3 separate regions of the Mus musculus genome follow, and all the other regions are linked to region 3. The links are chromatin contacts, called in public promoter capture Hi-C maps. All regions are on one chromosome and are shown on one strand. The core of a region is the stretch at or near the end of the contact, and the rest is flanking DNA. Distances in the headings are between cores, read along the strand shown. Region 1 holds the start of Rel (reticuloendotheliosis oncogene). Region 2 holds the start of Fbxo48 (F-box protein 48). Region 3 holds the start of Sertad2 (SERTA domain containing 2).

Region 1 (2,901 bases), core at 22-2,521, 3.1 Mb before region 3:
AGTATATATTTTAATTATCCAACCCCCCCCCCCCCACACACACACACACACTTTGGCGTTCTTTGAAGCGCATGTAGAGGTAAGAGGACAACTTTTGGAAGTTGATTCTGTCCTTCCATGGATCAAACTCAATTTGTCAGGCTTGGTAGCAAGCGCAATTATTCTCTAAGCTATCTTGTTGGCCATGCAAGATGATATTCTCTATTTCCCCTCCATTACTTGTTTTAGTCAGTAAATGACTGGAGAACGTAAGAGGTGGAGCCAGATAACCCTGAGTTATTTCTGTTGTTGAGACAGTCCACCTACCTCAGCCTCCCGCGTGCTGGGAGTGCAGTGCGCTAAACGGGGCTGGATAATCTTAAGCTTAAATCGTGCAATTCCTTTCTAGAACTCTAAAGTATGGACAAGCTACTCAGCTTCTCCAAACCCCAATCAACCCTAATACTCGTGTATACAATGACATGCTAATACATCATAGACTAAGAGAACAGGTGCGTATTAGCAACTGAAGGCAAACAAGATTCCGCCTGACCTGTCAAAGCACCAAAGTTCGGTCCAGGCCTCAGGCCGTGGGTATCTCGGCCAATCTCTGGACGTCGTGTACATTTATACAGAATGGGGTTAGCGGCCTCGCAGTGCAGCTGAAAAACTTTGGTAGGTAAAAGACGTAATGTAGATATAGAGGGAAAATAAGGCTGCGGGGGTCCCCGTATGCAAATCTGCGCCTTACTGCCGAACGCGGGCGCTGGCGCTTCCGCACTTCCCCTCCAGAGCACCCGGACAACTCTCTGGCGCGGGGGCGGAGATTTGCATGTGCGAAATCGGGAAGAGGGGGAACCACCGGTCGAAAACCCCGGGCGGGCCTCGGGCGGCCAAGGAGCGCGCCCGGTGCACCGCCCGGCCCGCCTCCGGCCGCTCGGCCAGCATGACGTCACGAACACGCCCCTCGGCTTTAAGCGGCGCTCTCAAGGACTCTGGAGGAGGGGGATTTCTCAGGGACCGACGGCTTCTCACGCGCGGAGTCGTCGCTGCGCGCCCTCACGGAGCTCCCGGCGCGAGCGTGCAGGCTGTGGTGGCTCTGGAGGAAGTAAGCGCACTGGCCCGCGCGGGGTCGCGCGCCCGCCGCGAGGCTCCGCCCCCCGCCCCGGGTAGGCGGTGGCGCGAGTGACGTAAGCAGCGGGAAATCCCCCCCCCTCCCCCCACGTTCCGCCGGGCGGTCCGCCCCGCCCCCTGCCCCTGCCGCGGCATCCTGGCAAGGCGACGCCAGGACACTAGTGACCGGAGCGCGAAGATTCGGGGGTGGGAAGGTGTGAGCCGCAAACCCAGAGGAGCCGGGAAAGAAGAGGAGGCCCGGGGGTGGTCCGAGGACAGGCGTCCCGGCTGCGGAGGCTGCTCAGCCTCCTCACTGGTTGGCTGACTGACGGGCTAGCTGGCTGACTGCCTGCCTGACCGACTGCCTGGCTGACTGACTCACTGACTGACTGACTGGCTGCCTTGCAGCCTCGGGCCGGACGCTGGAAGCTGCAGCGAGCGGCGCGCGGAGCCGAGCCATGGCCTCGAGTGAGTACCGGGGCGAGCACTCGCGGGTCACGGGGAGGAGCTGTCGGGGGCTCCGTTTGGGGTTAGGACGGTCTGCCTTTCAAGTCTTCTCATCTGGCAAATTGTCAGCCGTTTGAAAAGTTGCCCGCTCCGGGGTTTGCGTGTGAAATCAAAGCGGCGCACTGTAATCTGATCTTCTCCTAATAGCCAGAACCTTCGAAATTCCCAACGGTGTGCTTTTAGGATCACAGGGGGTAATCTCAGTAAAGGAGAGCAGAGAAGCCTCGCGTTTAAAGACTCAGTGGTATGGAGACCCAGTTTTACATTTTTGAACAAAAAAGAGGAACCTCCGGACCTCAGACGAGCTTTCTTTTTTTAAGTCCAATCGTGCTAGCGGCTGACACTGGTACAGAATGTGGCGTGGCTGTGAAAGTCCTCAGTGGCGTTTTAATTCGTTCCAAGCGAAAACACTACCCCCGCCCCCACGAGCTAAAGATGTTGCTTGTCTAATTTACCGTGTAGAGACCTCGATCCCTTCAACCCCCAACCCCAAACCTGCACGCGCGTTTTGTTAGCAGCAAGAGGACGAGATTTGATTATACTTTAAAGTAACTGGTAGGGTTGAAAATGTCATCGTTTAATGTCAGTGTTTTATCTGCCACTAGTAAGTTTTGGATCATCTGCTTTGAGGGGGACATTTATAAGAAACAGTTTACAGGACAGGGGAGTTTAGTATGACAGTCGTACTATATGTAAAGCAAGCACTTGAAGCAGCTGAGATGGTGGTGGGAGCTAAAAATGACACCTTCTGTCTGTAGCAGGACGCTGACCCTTATCTTCCCAGTGACCCTCAGTAGAAGGCAGCCGACGTCTGGCAGAGAAGAGGAAGTAGAAAGCTTAGTGAACTCTTTAAGAGTTGAGCAGAACAATATCATAACTCCTGCTGTAAAGGAAACTGGGGTGTTTCACATGACACTTGATTTCAGTTTGTCTGTGGTTTTCATGAGAAAACAAGTGTAGTTTAAAATATTTCAACTTTCTCTTTACCCATTTAAATGAAGCCAGGCTTTCAGATGCTCTAGTAAATTTGTAAATTTAACTCATGTTCTGATTAGAAGCACAAAAAGGCTTTAAGTATTTAATTCATTGGTAATCAGAAAGAGATTTTTGTATGACATTTGTAAAGAGTGGCAAGCTTTGTTAAAACAGTTCTGTCCTTGTCTACCTAATAGAATCTTATTATATAGTGTATGAATGCAATACTTGAATTTTTTTCAACAGAAAAGTCATTTATTAAAGAACTGTAAGACAGATATGATTTTAAAATGTAATACAATTGCAATTTGCCTAAGGACATATATT
Region 2 (2,764 bases), core at 221-2,720, 3.7 Mb after region 3:
GGTCCTTTAGTAATCTGTATAAGAACTACTTAACCGTTTGGATGTAGTGGACAAGTGCATACTCTTGACATCAGTTTACCCAAAATAGTCCAGGATGAAGTCCTGACCATAATTATGGAGTCTCATATATTCAATTACACTTCAAGAGTGGTGTCTTAGAAATCAATCTATCTTATGTGCCTAATTATGAGCTAAGGATCACTGTCCCCAAATCTATTACTGAGTGACAAGTACAATCTAAGTAGTTCATAATTCAGCTAGGAATAGTATATAGCTATAGATGTAAAGCCTTATTCCAGCTAATGTTCTCAAGGACCACAGTGGAAGCTTCTGGAAGCTTCAAGGCTGCACACATCATCCTGGGCCATGTTGCAATATAAGCACAATTTGTGTTTACCTACTTTATAATACTTACAGTTCCTTTTGTGGTGGAGAATCAGGATACAATAGGCATTTGATGTATAGCTAAATATCTCTTCATTCAGTGACTAACAATTCCCTTTTCAGATGCACTACTCGAGTCTTTGTAGTTAGTAACATCATGGTGACTACCTTTGGTTAGGCTGTTTATGATCCAAACTGGTTGTGGTTAGAACTGTAATGTCTGAACTGAACAGGGGCTTCCTTTAGAAATAGAAAATAGAAAGCAACTTGGTGTGCAAAAACAAGACAAAACCCACAAGATCAAGTATTTGCAACGAACCTTCTCCCCTCCTACCACTGGTACAAACTAAAGGCAAAGTGTCATCTTTGAAACTAAGTTTCTATTAGGAGGTTACACTACACTCAGATGTTTGCTGTTTCTCCCAGGCTCTCCCTAGGAATAAAATCTTTCCTTCTGTCAAAGGAATTCCACAAGAGGCAGGAAGTTTTTCAATTGAACATTCTGTGGTGCCTTGGTCATATTCCCAAAAATCTCACTAGGAATCTTCTAAATTATCTCTCTTGAATGCCTCGAAAGCTATTCCTTGTATGTCGCCTCTTTTTGAACCAACCTTGCGGAAATATTGCGTTAGCTTGCGGTCCTCCCACCTCCTTTTCAAAGATCTGCTTCTATGTATGTGTATTGCCGGTTTGCTTGCAAACAAGTCTCAGCACACAGTGCGTGCGCTGCCCGCAGGAGCCAAAAGGGGGGTGGGATCCCCGAAATGGAGTAACAGTCAGTGGCAAGACCCCTCTGTGGACACTGGGAACTAAACCTGGGTCTTTGAGAAGAGCGGTCACTCTGGGCCACCTCCAGCCCCTCCATCCACCGTCCTGTCAAATGTCACTAGGAGTGAGCAAACCGAGAAAGAGCATCGTCGGGCAAGACTAGTTCTCAGGGAGCCCACACCAGTCCTGGCGAGCGCAACCACATCCCTGTGCTGTGAGGACAGGCAGGAGAAGCGACCGACCACAGCTGAGCACGCTGGTCCCTGTGCAGGGAAGGGCAGAGCTGCCTCTCCTACCTAAAGGCGCGGTGCCGGCTCCTCCCGCGATTTCAGTCCTCCGGATTTGAATCTTTTCCGGAAGGCCTTCATGTCCCGCCCTCTCAAGCCTCGCTCCACCCATTTGCATGCGCGGTGCCTTCTGGGATTGGTAGTTTACCCTGCGTTTCATCACCGTAAGGGAAGGAAAGAAAGGAGGCCCAAGTCACTGCAAGGTCCAGCGTCCCCGCTGAGTGACAGCGGGCACATGGGCGGGACTTAAAAGAGCGGGACTTACAAAGGGCGGGACTTACAAAGGGCGGGACTTGCAAAGGGCGGGACTCCCAAAGTGCTTTGGTAGCTAGCGAGGGCTTTGAGACGGCCGAGAGTTTGAGCGCCAAGGCTCTCTCTCCCCAGGGGACTCTGCAACCTGACTAGGTGCTCCTTCCCTGAGGTGTGTGCTCGACAAAGGTTGCTGAAAAAGTTCACGTTGAAATTTTTTTTGATGATAATATCGTGTTACTCATTTCCTTTGTTTCTTAGCATAGTAACATTCCAGGGAGCTGCCCGGGGAAGCTTAACGCTCGATGCGGTATGTATTCTATCTAGTAGCATCTTGCAAAAATATAGTGAAATATCAAGGACTACCGAGACTGCTATATACGATGGAATTGCAAACCTTTCAGCTTATGTGGTTATTAAGTTAGCTGAACATTGTAGTTTTGTTCCCAGAGAAGATATTTGCTAGCATTCAACATTTACCCCTTGCCAGTCTTTCGTGCAGTTCTGTATTTCTCTAAGACTGCTTTTGCATATTACACCCTTACGGCCTTTAGTTTGAACATTCTATATGTCTCTGATTATAAAGATGTTGAAGCTAAGAGATACTTGTTTACTTAGGCCTAATGGCAGAAAGCATCCTGGGGAACTTTCCAGGATGTACATATATATACATAGAAACGCTCAATATCCCCTGTTATGGATTCAAGAAACTGTGACTCCCCTGGGAAGACACATTTAAGAGCGGACTACCTCGTGTATTGAGCTTCTTCACATTCCCAGTTAATGTCTGAAATAAGAAGTCAGAGACTTACCAGAAGGAACAGACCTTGGGGTGAGAGCTGAGGGAAGGGAGCTGCTTTCATAAAAAACACCAATCCGATCAAAGCCATACATCCCACTAGCTGGCATAAGAAAGCCTATAGCTTTCTATAGAAGATATGAGTCAGAAATACAAGGAAAGAGGAAATGGTGTGTGTGTATGTGGTGGTGGTGGTGGGGGGGTGGGGGGAAGGGGGCACCATTTGGTGTGTGCTGGTTGGTTTTTGTCAACTTGACACCTTGGAAGAAGGAACCTC
Region 3 (2,895 bases), core at 292-2,791:
ATAACTTCACCCTCAAATCGGGATACTATGATATTAAAGGGCTCTGGTGAAGTAGCCACTGGGTAAGCAACTAACCCAGCAGCAGACCCAGGGCTCTCTGGTGTGGAGCCTTCCAGGAGGTTAAGTGGAGCCCAGGCCCACCTCATTCCTGCCAGTCACAAAAATTACAAAAAGCAATTCTGAACAGTTAGGGCCTGGGCCATCCTACTGGTGACTACAACCTCCAGGCCCTTTTCCATAGGTTCTGAACACTTCTTAACAAATACTAGGAATTCAAAAGCACGTTTCAAGAACAAAGCTTGAAAACAACGACTGTTCCTGAAAGCCAGCTAGGGTTTGACTGATTCTACTTAAATAAAATCTGCCGTTTCTGAGTCTGTCCCTGCTGACTGCCCTCCACTCAGTGCCTGCAAAACCGACTTTCTACTCCTGAAACTACCTAGATGCGAGCAAAAAGTTATTCTAAAACAGTCTCACTGCTTTGCGAAACTTACAATTCAATTTTCAACTCTACTGATTTGCTACCATTCCGGCTAAAGCTAAGACAATTTATAGTTAAGAAAAATATGAACAATTCAGTACTTTCTCTCGACGCAATGGTCCTCTGAAGTGCCCAGTGTCAATGGTACAAAGTCTACGCGTCGGGACAGCTGGCTCCCCTCAGCACCGCCCCCCCTCTGCCCCGTCATAGGCGGTTAACACCAAGATGACTTGTAGATTTCTAATTTAAAAACCAGGAAGGCATTAAGTTTAATAAACATTTGGATCCAAAATCAATTCACTTGGGCACGGAAGAAAAGAGGGTGAAGAGAACTGTTTTAACGCAAAACCACCGGGAAACTCTCGAAACACAATATAGCAAGTTGGATGCAAACCCAGACACGGAACTCAAAAGTGAAGCAGCCTCCCTGCCAGCAACCGGAATCTTTAAAAAAAAAAAAAAGTCTCGCACGTTCTCAGCACCAGAGCCACCACAGCGAGCGCGCGCGCGCGCGCACACACACACACACACACACTCACACACACACACACACACCAGCTGTGACGGCAAAAGCTCCGGGCCCCTGCCGCCCGGACCCCGCCCCAGGTCGTGACAGTCGGGGTCTCCAGGCGGCCAGCGGGTGCTCCCCAACCTGCCCGGTCCGGCCTCCGCTGCCTTGGGCTCCCGCCTGGCCCAGCCCAGCACCGCCCCTCGCCCGCCGGAGCCCAACCCCGGGGAGCCTCCAGCTCGGCCCGGAACTCACCACAAGCAGGTCCACCAGGAGCTAACGCATCGGAGGGGTTTCCGCCCACCCCTCAAGCTATGCCCGCTCCATGCGGGGCGCCCCCGCCGCGGGGCCGACGGTAGCAGGGAGCTCGGCGAGGCCGGAGCTACGACTCCGGCGTCCTCTGCTTGCGAGTCGGGAACATTATACAATGGTGGAGGCGGCGGGCAGCCTGGAGGAAGCAGGAGGCGGGCGGAGTGGACGCCCGGGCCGAGAGAGGTACAGCTCGTGCTCCAGCACTCGCCGTGCGGGAGTGACGTCCGCCTGCGAGCCTCTGGCGAGCTCCGGCCAGGCCCCGTAGGCCCCACCCCCTGCCTGGCCGGGCCCCGCCCCACCAGCCCCGCCCCTGCAGTATAGGCCCCACCCTGCCCCTCCCACCTCCTACTATAGGTCCCGCCCACCCGTGCCTTCAGGTCCAGATCTCCGTAGGCCCCGCCTCCAGCCGGTCCGGACCCGCCTCAGCTTCGCAGGGCCCGCCCCGGGCCCGCCCAAGTGCCATAAATGCAGATTCCCTCAGGGTGAACTCTCAGGAAGCGGCGGACAGACACCAAGCTTATGCAGCCTCTTCTGTGGACTGAAAGCTAAATAGGAGAGGTAGAAATGGGAGCGCCCAAGCCGGACCGCCACTACTACCACTAATGGCCCCCACATACTGGAAAACAGACATGACAGAGTGGGTGATGACAAAGACGGCAGCGCTGGCACAGTCCGCAGAGGAGCGCGACCACAAATATGACAGGCATCCGAGCTATTTGGCCACTTGGGCCGGCTGGCGGGAGGATAGGGTCCACCAATGGCCCTCGGAGATATGGGAATGGGGGGAGGGGCCAAGGGCTCCGTGTGGAGCTGACGACAGAAGTTGAAATGAGTCACCAACTAGTACCTTTGGAGTCGGTCGGACATACCAGAGTTGCATCCTTTATGGAGACCATGCAGCCAACCAGAGGGAGACCACGCTTGGAGAACACAGGGAACTGGAGGCGTGGTCCTCTGCCCACAAGTTTCACGCTGATAGCCTTATCTTTCCCATTTAAAAAACAAAAAACAAAAAACCCCAAAACAACAAAAAATCCTTAATGTTTTTAACTACTCAAACTTAGCAAGGAGCTTTATATTGTCCTTAGTATTAGCATGTGCCTAAGTGGTTCGAATTTAAGAGAACTAAGAGGCCAGGGACAGCTCAACAGGAACATTTATCATTACCTTTAAAATGGCATATGCATTCTACATAAAGATATTACAAAAGAAATTCAGGCACTTTAAAATTTTGGCTGCCACTCCAATCAATAATTTCTCTTCAGACCACTTTGCTGTTTAATGGTCCATGACACTAGTTGTATTTAAGGACAATAAAGCTTTAAGACCTAACATAAAGGTCTTAAACATCAAGACAAATTTATTCCAACTCAAACTGTTCTGTAATGATTTGTTATCAATCGAGTTGATGATCCTATCAAAATTAAATATGAGCCATCACCAGTTGTAGGACCCCTACACTAGGTAGGAAGAGGCAGGCAGATCTCTCTTAGTTCAAGGTCAGCCTGGTCTACATAGGCAGTTGTAGGCCAGCCAGGACTAAATAGTGAGAATGTGTCTCTAATAATTATAATAATTATTATTATGATGTGTG

What was found. Promoter capture Hi-C pulls out the DNA fragments that hold promoters and counts their contacts.
Region 1: a promoter capture Hi-C map of pre-B cells shows a contact between it and region 3, with 3 times the contacts expected there. The contact joins the promoter of Rel here to the promoter of Sertad2 in region 3. A contact is called at or near these places in 2 of 39 promoter capture datasets (liver and pre-B cells).
Region 2: a promoter capture Hi-C map of pre-B cells shows a contact between it and region 3, with 6 times the contacts expected there. The contact joins the promoter of Fbxo48 here to the promoter of Sertad2 in region 3. A contact is called at or near these places in 1 of 39 promoter capture datasets (pre-B cells) and 1 of 484 Hi-C or Micro-C datasets (CD4 T cells).

What each region holds. Positions count from the first base shown.
Region 1 is chr11:23,769,339-23,772,239 of GRCm38.p6, reverse strand. It overlaps Rel (reticuloendotheliosis oncogene), which reads left to right and starts at 1,271. Exons shown (of 10, transcript NM_009044.3): 1 at 1,271-1,560. The coding sequence starts at 1,551.
Region 2 is chr11:16,950,116-16,952,879 of GRCm38.p6, reverse strand. It overlaps Fbxo48 (F-box protein 48), which reads right to left and starts at 1,470. Exons shown (of 4, transcript NM_176982.2): 1 at 416-1,470. It overlaps Eldr (Egfr long non-coding downstream RNA), which reads left to right and starts at 1,598. Exons shown (of 4, transcript NR_110425.1): 1 at 1,598-1,860; 2 at 1,950-1,998.
Region 3 is chr11:20,630,623-20,633,517 of GRCm38.p6, reverse strand. It overlaps Sertad2 (SERTA domain containing 2), which reads right to left and starts at 1,541. Exons shown (of 2, transcript NM_001038625.1): 1 at 1,245-1,541.